2 separate regions of the Rattus norvegicus genome follow, and region 1 is linked to region 2. A link is a contact called in public Hi-C data. All regions are on one chromosome and are shown on one strand. The core of a region is the stretch at or near the end of the contact, and the rest is flanking DNA. Distances in the headings are between cores, read along the strand shown.

Region 1 (5,718 bases), core at 1,517-4,016, 370 kb after region 2:
TGACTGTCAAGGGCGTGACCCACACTGCAGGTGGCACTGGCTGTGATGGGAGCGGGAGGGAGCAGGATGACAAGAGGTTGGATGAGAAAGTTTGACAGCCCTCTACAGTATCTGGATGACTGTGCCTGTTGTCTGACTTTACCCGGAGAGATGAACAGATGTGTCTTCATCTCAGATAGGACACGATGAAACAGTTCCTCCTGACATAGCTTGGGGAACCGATGAGTTTATCGGGATTACTCAAAGGAACTTGAGTGACTCAAAGTCAGCTGCACCTCGGAAAAGCCCATCTATACTATCAGAAGGCAGCGTCCCTACAGCTCCCTGCCCAACTTGCAGGCACTGCTGGTCTTCCCTTCGGGAACTTACTGTTCTCAGTAAGCCTTGCAGCTGTCTGAGCCAATCTGAGGAGCCTCCCTCCCGGAGAGAATGTTTCGGTTTAGAGAGAATAGTTATTTAAGTCGGCCTCACCTCTAGAATGACAATGATAATTTTTCTTAAAATTTGTTTTATTTATACGTATGTCTGCATGGCTGGACGTGTGTGAAGACAGAGGAGCTCATTTGATCCCTTGGATCTGGAGTTGCAGGCATCGCAGGAGGATGGGCTTGTTACCAAATCATCTCTCAAGCCCCTGGAAACAGTTTCCTTTCAGGAAATTTAAAGAGTTCATCGCCCTTGCCCCATAACACAACGTGAACTGCAAATTTGACAAAGGCCTGCTCGTATATGTTGAGAAGCAATGACTTTCATTTATGTGGGTCATAGACACATAGAAGGTCGTCTGAAATTGTGTGTGTGTGTGTGTGTGTGTGTGTGTGTGTGTGTGTGTGTACCTTTTATTAAAAAGAAAAATAACATAGGTTTCATGGAAATCCTTGGCATGAAAAAGCCCAGGACAGCATTGGCCTATGACATGTGTGCTTTCACAATTTTTATTTCTTAGTAGGGATTGAGGGGCTCATGTTAGGGCTCATGTTAGGTCTCAAACCCAGGACAGATGGCTGAGGTGCCCATTTAACATATCAAAGTCAATGGGGGGGACAGGTTCTCTGGTCTCCCAGCATCCCTCAGTCCCTACTTGTTACAGGGTATGGTTAGCACACCCCCACTCAGTACCCTAAAGTTTTCCAGCCCAGGGGCTGGGCTTCCTTTCCCCCAACTACCCGGTTTTTTCATCTACTCCTTTGGCCCTGGCTGTCTTGGCTGGAAGTTGCTCCCTGTGTCCCCACCCCGTCCCCCATCTCAGGGTCATGTCCACTCCGGACTCTCCCAGATGTCCCTGTCTTTGGCCATGCTCTCCCACATATTTATAGTAAACTTTCTCCACCATACTTAGGAGCTTTTCTCCCCCACCCCCGTGCCTCCCTCCCCCTCCTTCCTTCCCCCCTTCCCTCTCTGAGCAGTGTGCTGATTCCATGGGGCTGACTTCAAAGGAAAGTCATCACATTGGGACACATTGCAATGGAGAAAAGAGAGGACTTATGTTTGGGGCTGGTGCAACATCCTTCGTTTTGATTTGCAGGTGCACAGCAAGTACTTGGCCGCTTAGCAGGGACAGGCGAGCTGAGTCAGTTGATCTTGTGAGTTCTCTCTTCCTTCAGTGAAAATCCTAAGCACCCAGACAATACCAGACACTCTGGTGCTTTCTATTTAAAGACAAACAAAATGTTCTTCCTGTTTTCTTTTCTAATTTACCACTGCACTCAACATTTAAATTTAAGGAGCAAACGGCTTCCTTTTTTTTTTTTTTTTTTGGGACAGTGTCTCTCTGTATAGCTGATTGTCCTGAATTTACCATGCAGACCTAGCTGTTCCTCGAACACACTAAGATCCGGTCTGCCTCTGCCTCCCGGGTGCTGGGATTAAAGGCACGCCCCGCCACGCCCCTCTCCTAGGAAAGACTTCTTGAAAAAAGTAGAGTGACGAATTCCTAAACATCGAAGGATTAAATGAAGGGCTTGCTAGAGAAACTCCCTATCTGGAACGTGGGAAGATTCCTACGGTGGCTAATAAGACATCTCCATCGTTTGCGTTTGTAAAGGACAAACTTAAACTTGAATTTGGTATTTCACGTTGTGCCTCACAAAACGAGCTTTTATCAAAGAACTAGGCAGCCGGTTTCAAGTGGGTGGGTGTGTACTTAGCGCGGGCGCAGAGTTGGTTTTGTTCCCAGTTGAGTTGACACCAGCAATGGCGACTCACGGCCACACCGGGGCAGCCTCTCCAAGGCTGGCCGCCCGGCCAGGAAAATCGCTTTGGTGAGCTGAAGCTCTTAGCCAAGTCTGGCCTGCCATAGCTGCCAAGAATTTAAAGGGGGTCTAGAAACATGCATCTTCGCTCTTTTTTAGAGCTCCTGGAGACTCTGTGTTAAAAAGGAAAAAAGAAAAAGAGAAAAAGACGGGCATAGTGGTTTTGTTGTTGTTTCACGGTGTCTTCACGGTCCCCTAAGGTCCACTCTACGGGTACCCAAAACAGAAAGAAGCGGGGCAAGAGGAGGGTCAACCCGGCAGGCCCAGCCCGCCAGGGCGCGCCCCAGCTCAGCACTGTGCGCCGGGTGACCCAGGAGGCGCGGGGGTGGGGTGGGCGTGGGGCGAAACACCACCACCCCCGCGGCCCGCCCCCCAGCCCGGCCTGTGATTGGCTTGGGGGGCGCGAGTGCCCGCCCCGGCGAGCGGGAGGGTCCCCTTGGGCGCCGGGCGGCGCAGGCGGGGCGGGGAGAGCCGGCCGGGCGGAGCAGGCGAGGGGCGGGCGCGCGGGTCCCGGGGATCGCCGAGCGGGCTTGGGGGAGGCCGGGAGAGCCATCAACCGGGGCGGGAGCCCGGCGGGCTCAGCACAGAGAGGGGAGAGCTCCGGGCCAGCTGCCGTTCGGCGCGCTCTCGGAGCCGCCAGTCCGCGCGTCTCCGCAGCCTTCCGGGAGGAAGCGGCGCCGCGGCCGGGTGCAGCCTCACCTGCCGGCCCTTCCCCGCCGGGCGGCGCAGAAGGACAGAGGGTCGCGGCCCCGCGACGCACTTCAGCCCGTCGCAGCGTCTAGGACCCCGCGCGGGACGCCGGCTCCATGGCGACCGGGCTCGGGGAGCCTATCTACGGACTTTCGGAAGAGGAGGTGAGTTCCTGCCCAGAGCGCTGTGAGGAGGGGACAGGGCCCACTCTGCTGTGAGCGTCCCCCGCCAGCAGGGGCTTCGGGACTACGGGTGATCCCGAGCGGTCCCGGGCAGTGGGTGGCTTGGTCCTCCCTCTTCACCCGGGCGGTGCGCTTCGCCCGTGGCTCTCGGGGTGGGCGGAGGCCGCGTGCGCCGCTGCCCCGCGGGTCCCTTTCCTCTGCAAGCTGTCTCTCGGGGCGGTTGGGCAACTTTTCTGGACTACGCTCCTGCAACCCGGAGTCCGTGACGTGTGTCACGTCTAGGTGGCCGCAGGGGTCTTTGCGTGGTGCCGGCGATCTGGGGGCTGCTAAGGAGCCTAGTGGTGTCTTCCCCCGGGACTTTTCTTGCTAATGGGCGCTCCGTAGCAGATGTGTGCAGATCCCGGCAAGAGTGAGGGACACCGGAGAGTTGCGTGCGGCTGACCCTGCTCTTGCAAAGTCTGGAGCTGGGATTGTGTGTTTCAGAGTCTCTTATTTTGGTGTGTGGAGGTGATCTGGGGAGGAGGCAGGTGCTGCAGGAAACTTAGGGGAAGCTTGCAACCCTGCCATTTCTCTCCGGTCCGGAGGATTCAAAGCCCGGCATCTCTGGGGTGGGTGGAGAGAAGAAAGCTCCATTGATCTCTTTTATTAATAAAACGAATGAAATAAGCCACACCCCCAAACGGTCGGTTTGACTGGAGAGGGCTTTGTTTTTAAAAACCCTACTCGCTCATCGCGGTCCCCACTCCCCCTTTTGAAACGATCCTGCTAAATCACTGCTCAGCCCTCACTCGACCAGCCATTCTCGACTCTTATTGGTGTGTTGCTCTGCCAAAAAGGGGGGTGGGAGGCCTGTCGCGGGCGCGGAGTGACAGGCAGGCTGGATGGAGCAGGTAGGAGTGGTTCACCATCTGGCGGGGTGCGCGCCCAGGTCTGGCTCCCCTTTCGAGAGGTGAATTTACAACCCATGAAGCATTACTCAGCAGGGAGGTATTTCCTATCCTGGTTGTGCATTTCATGAAAAGTGGATGCCTGGAAATTTGGGCTTTCTCGGTCTCTCTTACCCTCCCTCCTTTCTTTCTGAGGTTCCCTCTTTCTCTGGTGATGGGGGTGGGGTTTAAAGGGAGTCTATTATCTGAGACAGGCTCACGTTGTGGCTTTGCTTTTTCCCTGCTGGCATGGGGTGTGTGTGTGTGTGTGTGTGTGTGTGTGTGTGTGTGTGTGTGTTCTACCTAAGTGTGGAATGAAATGGGTATCTTGTGGAAGGCAGGGCGTGTAGGGGTTGATTTTATTTTATTTTTTGATAGTGCTGGATAAGCTTACTGGACTGCTTGTGATCAAAGAATGATCACAATGCAAGTAATGTGTGGTGTGTTTCTGATTTGCTTGTGTAGAATAAATTGTGTGTGTGTGTGTGTGTGCGCGTGCAGTCACCTGGAGATGGGCAAAAGTAGAATTGTTTTGTTTACCTAGGGGAGTCTCCTCCTAGCTCCTTATCTGGAGCTGGAGAGCAGTCAGATGTCTTGAGGTGCTGAGATTCTGCCCTTCCTAAACAAAGGGCTTCCTGGGTGAGGTATCAAGGGAGTTGAAGACAGCTGTGTTTCATCTTAGATTCTCTTTAATTTTTTTTTTAAAAAATAACAGGATTATTTTTAAAAGCTCCTTGAAAGGAACATTTTGAGACTGTTTTGGAAAATGTATCTGCATAAAGGAATTCTTTCTGTCACTGTTGCGTCCATCTCTGCTTTGTTTACCATGACAGCCTGTGACAGAATCCACCTCAGGGCGCATCTTGCCACTTTTGTTTTCCAGAGAATCCCTGTAGATCTTGACCGGTGTGGGGTGTGAAAGTGGAGAGCACAGACACGGAACCGAGTGTGTGTGGGCTCGCCTGTGACTCTCCCCTCCTCCTGTTATCAGAGGGACTGGATAGGGGATAGAATACACAATTTATCTGGGTATCGCCTTGCTATTGACGGTTCTGTTTAGTTACACACATCACATATGACACAAAATAAGCCTCACCTACCTCTTTTCATTTTTCTCTTACCAATAGACAATGGATGCCTTCATATTTCTAAGGTATCTGTTTGGTATGGGAGGTTTCTTTCTGTTCAGGGGGGCCCTTGAAGACAGGCAGAATGCCTTTGTATAATATTAATATCGATTTATTAAATGTATTTGGTTTGTCTCCGGAATTAGTCTGGAAGCAAACAAAGGCCAGCAATTAACAGGCTCTGGATGTGGAATGCCCAAGCACCTCAGGCTTGCCAAGTGTTAAAAAGGGTGTACCAGTGGGCCACAAGTATCACGCGAGGGTGCTTGTTTAGCTGTAGAAAGGAGTCCACTTATAAACCTCTCTGCAAGTGGAGGGTACCCAGGGTTTCCTTGTGAGTAGACTTGTGTTTATATTTGATGGTGCCAGAAAGCATTCTGCATTTGGAATGGACTTAGTCATGCCCCGTCTTATAAAGCACTGGCGAGCTCTGTACTGTCTGTCAAGCATAGTGCCAATCTAGAACCTAGCAAGATAGCAGAGCCAAGATGCTGCTGCTTGGGGTCATCGGGCTGAGGTCTGGCTAGTATACACATGTATA
Region 2 (5,140 bases), core at 249-2,748:
GCATGAAATGTTGCCCTTGATCATTCAATCAAGGAAACTTGTTTCGAATTTCGAAAATTGGTAGAAAGAACCAGGGAACCTGATCACCGGGCCTGAAAAAGTCATTAAACCACCTCACATCAGGTGGTAAACATTAGGAACCCGTTGTTACTGCACTCATAAATTAAAAAACAGATTTTCTTTCTTCCTTTTTTTAAAAGTGACAAGCAGAGGGAGGAGTGCGTCTGAGAAATCCATGCTTGAGGCCAGAGATAGGAGAGTGTGATTGTAACTTTGTAGTGTAGTAGTATCCTTCAAGCTGAAAAGGAGACTTTTCTAAATTCTGCCGTCTTCCATTAGGCCTGGATTTAAAAAAAAGAAGCGTTCCCTTTGAATCTCAGCGAGGCAGTCAGCTGAATAACAGGTGGTCTCTTGGCTTTGCTACTGCTTAAGAGCACAATCCTAGAAGTTTATTGAAAAGGTTATTGTCATCAGTGTCACTGTGACAACCTCAGTTTATTTTTTTTTTTTAAAAAGTCCTGAGTTGTTCATTAAAGAAAAAAAAAAAAAAGACATTTTCCCAGAGCTCCGGTCTCTCAGCAGAGCAGTGCCCCTCAGCTCTCCACTGTGCGTCGGTACTCCGCTGTGCCATCTGCGATGATGGCGTCCAGGGGCGAGCGCTTCTTGCGGATGCTGCGGCCAGAGGAGATGAGGTCCGCATAGCCCCTCTGGTGCGAGAAGGCGTAGGCGGAGCGCCGGGAAGATGCTCCCCTCCGGAACACGCTCTGCCGCCGTTTCCACTGCTCTTCGGCCTTCAATCGCTTTCGATGCTTCTGGATCTGGATAAAGAAAACAAGAAGAAACAGATCTGAGATGCACAGGTCGCCTAGCTAATAGAAACTGGGCACTGAGAGGCTTTACAGCCCTATGTATGCGCAAACACCCCCAATTTCTAGACTGACTAACGGGACATAGAGAGCCCAGGAAGTTGGGAACTATTTCCACCATCCTCCAGGTAGATTTTGGAAAACTATTGCCAGGCATTTGATCCCTGTACTCAAAAGGTAGAGGTGTCTTGGAGGTCAGCCTGGTCTGTATCGAAAGTTCCAGAAAAACCAAGCCTCGCACTTTTCATAAGTGTAGTGGCTATTTCCTGTCAACTTGACACAAACTAGAGTCATTTGCGAAGAAATGTTCATTAAGAGGATGCCTTCATCAGATTGGCCTGTAGGCAAGTCTATAGGGCATTTTCTTGACTAATGGTTGATATGGGCGGACTCTGTCTAATGTGAGGGTTCCACCCCTGAGCGGATGGTCTCTGGTAGGTAAGAAAGTAGGCTGAGCAAGCCACAGGGAACAAGCCAGTGAGCAGCTCCCATTCAGTTCCTGCTTTAGTTTCTGATGCCATCGTCCTGCCTGACCTTCTGTCCTGGCTTCCCTTGGTGGTAGCTTGTGACCTGGGAATCATACTGTGAAGTAAACCTTTGCTACCCCAATGTTGATTTGGTCGTGCTGCTTATCAGAGCAACAGAAAGCAAACTAGGCCACTAAAGCTAACATTCTCTGTGAGTCCCAGGGCAGACTGGTACGTGTTGACAAATCTCAAAGGCATGTTACAGCATAGCCTGTCTGTCTGTCTGTCTGTCTGTCTCTTGCTTGTTTCTCTCTCTCTCTCTCTCTCTCTCTCTCTCTCTCTCTCTCTCTCTCTCTGTGTGTGTGTGTGTGTGTGTGTGTGTTCACATGTATAGGTGCTTGTGCATGTGTGTATACATAGCTAGGAGGCTAGAGATGGATGCCTGGTGTCTCCTTCAATCTCCTCTACCTTAATTTTGGAGACAGGATGTGTCACAGAACCAATTCTGGAACTCAAAAATTCAGCTACACTGACTGGCCAGCAAGCCCCAGGAATCCTCCTACCCCCACCTCCTCAGGTGCAGGGTGCCAGGTGAAGTCGTTTGTGTGTGTGCTGGAACCCAAACTCAAGTCTTCGTTCTTGCACTTACAGAACCGAGGTCCTATCTCTTCTCTTGTTTACCAAACACTATCGACTGTCAGTGATCCCCTGGGCACTTGCTTACCTAACATCCACCCTCTCCTTTCTACAGGATGCTGATTTAGACCCCTTCTCTCTACAGTAACATTCTTCATAAGACAGGGGGTGTTTTATCTTGTTGGCCTTTAGTTCAACGTGCAGCCTGATTCTGACAAATGACATCTGAGAAAAGTGCATGTTCAAAGTTCCCAGGATCCTGAGGAAAAGGATGGAGGTCTGGTCCCCATTTATGATGCCAGGAACTGCTGTGGCCATCTTATAGCATGAGATGAAACTAATAAGGAAGATACTCCCCTCAGGAGAGCGATGGGAAAAGCAATGTTAAATTGCTCAACAACGGGACCTGAAGTCTGCTAATCATTATGCAAGGGGAGATGACACATTATTTTTGAGACATTGATTGTCTTATCAGCTATGACATTTCGCTTTAACTAAGGAGGGTAGGTGGGGGTAGATGAGGGGTGGGGAGGACCCTCTCAGAGGCAAAGGAGAGGGGAAATTGGATAAGGAAGTGTGGGAGTGGGAACCGGAAGGGGTGGCAACATCTGGAATGTAAATAAATGAGATAATTAATTTAAAAAAAAGTGGGGGTGGTCAGGGAAGAAGCCCAAACCATTTGCATAGCAAAATGTTAACATAATTGTAAAACTGAAGGGACGAAACATGCTTCCCTGAACAAATGTCTGAAGGTTCACAATCCCTCACGATGGAATTAAAGGGAAAGAGTGGAAGGACAAATTTCTTATCAGCCTTCCCACACAGGTTCAGCAGGAAAGGAAGTAACGGGGAACGCATTGAATCCCGGGAATGACGCTCCAGTAGGAGGAGGGTAGGCCTGCATCTCTGTGTACCTTATCACTTTCTGATGGCCAGATGGTCATTGACAGGAAACGGATGGCGACGACAGGTAACAAGCAAACTGCAACCGTCAGGATGATCGTCAGCCAAATATACGGCTGTCTCAGGGCATTGGAAGCCGTACCTGGAACAATATCACGGCAACATTCACAGAGGTGCTTCTAGCTTAAGGACAGGGTTAGCCTTCCATATGCTCAGCAGACACCTTAGGTAACAGTTTATAACGTTTCATTATCTCCCCACACTGCTCCAGAAATGACATCTTTTCTTCCGTTTGCAGATTTTGTTTTTGAGACAGGGTCTCACCCTGGACCCTTCAGGGTGCAGGGATTGCAGATAGGATCCACTATGCCCTGCCAGGGATTCACTGATGTTGTTTGGTTTGGTTTTTTTCAAGACAGGGTTTCTCTGTACATGCCTGGCTGTCCAGGAAGTTGATCTATAGACCAGGCTGGACTTGAACTCATGGAGATCAACCTGTCTCTTCCTCCCAAGTGCTGGGATTAAGGGCATGCACTAGCATTGCCTGGCAGGAATGCATATTTTAAAAACCAAGATCCAGCAAAGTAAAAAAAAGGTCAACTGTCTGCTACAAGCCATAAGAAGGAGGAGGATGCTTTTGTTAATGCTTCATCATCAGACAATGGAAAATTAGAGCGGGGACAGGACATCACAGGTAGAGCACGAGTTTTTTTTTTTTTTTGGTTCTTTTTTTTCTGGAGCTGGGGACCCAACCCAGGGCCTTGCGCTTCCTAGGCAAGCGCTCTACCACTGAGCTAAATCCCCAACCCCAGAGCATGAGTTTTGCAAGCACTAGGTGCTTGGGATCATTTGGCAGTAGAGAGCTCCAGAAAAAAAAATGTTAAAAACTAGGCAGTTTCTAGCTTCTAGTTTTGTCCAAAAACTCTACACATTTGTCACTAAAACTGGCAGCCCACAGCGTCTTATATAGGTCATGCCTTTCAATCTACTCTGAGGTGGGAGCTGAGCCAGCTCCTCTGAAGCCACACCAGGTGTTGAGAGCTTAGTAAATTTGCCTAAGAAAACACAAGTAGCCAGGGCAGCCCCAAGATCAAAACCCACTGTGTGACCGGAGCCATGTTCATGGCCACAGGAGTTGGTGATTTTATGATGTAAGCAGATGATCAGATACTCTTCCCCAACATCTAGAGGTAGTTTTATCGCAAAGCTTTCAGTGCTTTATATACTTTATATATGAGTTCATGAAATTAATTTTTAAATTTTAAAACCTTTTATCTTTTTTAAAATCAGCACACAAGGTATCGTATTTCTTTTGGCGTTGTCCCCCCCTCCAGTGGGTTTTGGTCACCTACCTCCCACTTTCCACCCTACTGCTGTTCTTCAGACCCTACAGAACCTCTTCCCCACTTGGTGTCTTTTGCTTTTCCACACCCCATGCATTCTTTGCCTATTTCCATCTTCCCTGTCATCTATTTTTACCCTCTCTTATTCTCCTTTCTAGTTTTTTAAACTTTACTCATATTTACACACACACACACACACACACACACCCCACAGTCTTTGTTTTTAAACTACTAAATATAAATTAGATTTAAAAAACCCACTTCATATAGGAATGTTCTAAATAAGCATTAAAAGAGTAAGAAAAAAACAAAACAGAACAAAAATCATCTAGCCCCACCCAGCCACCATAGCAACCAGCTTTTCATAGCAACAAGGTTTTATGAACCAACGATGGGCCATAAAGTCCCAGATCTTCTATTCAAAAAGAAAGTTATGGAGAATTTTCGTTTTATCATAAATCCAAACTACTTGAGAATCTCACAAAGTCCAGCTTATGTTTATTTTTGTATTTGTGGTATTTATATCAGTTTGATTCTATATACAATGTATTTTGATGATAATTAAACTCCACTCCTCTAACACTTCCCAGATCAACCCCTTCCAACTTCTTATCCCGCCCCCCCCTCTTTCTTTAATAACCATCCAAGTCTGCTTTGTGCTACTCACATATTTAAGAACGGGGCATTTACTAGAGCAAGGGGTGACAACCTTAAAGAAATCTAACGCTCCCTTGCTCAGAAGCTATCAACTGTCCCACTAAGTTAGAGGCAGAGGGTTCACAAGCCCCTTCCCCCACCACGCAGAAATACTGGCTGGCTTGATCCTGTGCAGACAGCTACAGCTCCATGAGTTCATGAAGACAGCAGACCTGTTAGATCCAGAAGACACTGTTCTTGCCCTGACCTCTGGCTCTAAATTTTGTTT

Evidence for each region. A called contact is a pair of places that touch in the nucleus more often than the background predicts.
Region 1: a contact with region 2 is called in a Hi-C map of hepatocytes, with 3 times the contacts expected there. The contact joins the promoter of Nedd4l here to the enhancer-like site in region 2. A contact is called at or near these places in 6 of 12 Hi-C or Micro-C datasets (the A7r5 cell line, the Rat2 cell line, Schwann cells and 3 more) and 1 of 1 datasets of contacts at active chromatin or transcription factors (oligodendrocytes).

The regions. Positions count from the first base shown.
Region 1 is chr18:60,661,204-60,666,921 of GRCr8, forward strand. Nedd4l (NEDD4 like E3 ubiquitin protein ligase) reads left to right here and starts at 2,767. Exons shown (of 31, transcript NM_001401320.1): 1 at 2,767-3,106. The coding sequence starts at 3,059.
Region 2 is chr18:60,288,258-60,293,397 of GRCr8, forward strand. It overlaps Atp8b1 (ATPase phospholipid transporting 8B1), which reads right to left. Exons shown (of 27, transcript NM_001106140.1): 26 at 2,884-3,014; 27 at 207-818. The coding sequence ends at 594. Among named protein-coding and RNA genes, the nearest start is that of Nars1, 15 kb to the left of the region's middle. Within about 2 kb of position 1,499, at least 1 of the 93 cell types and tissues checked has an H3K27ac peak or open chromatin away from gene starts, as enhancers often do. A contact at or near this core is called in hepatocytes, where this site is marked.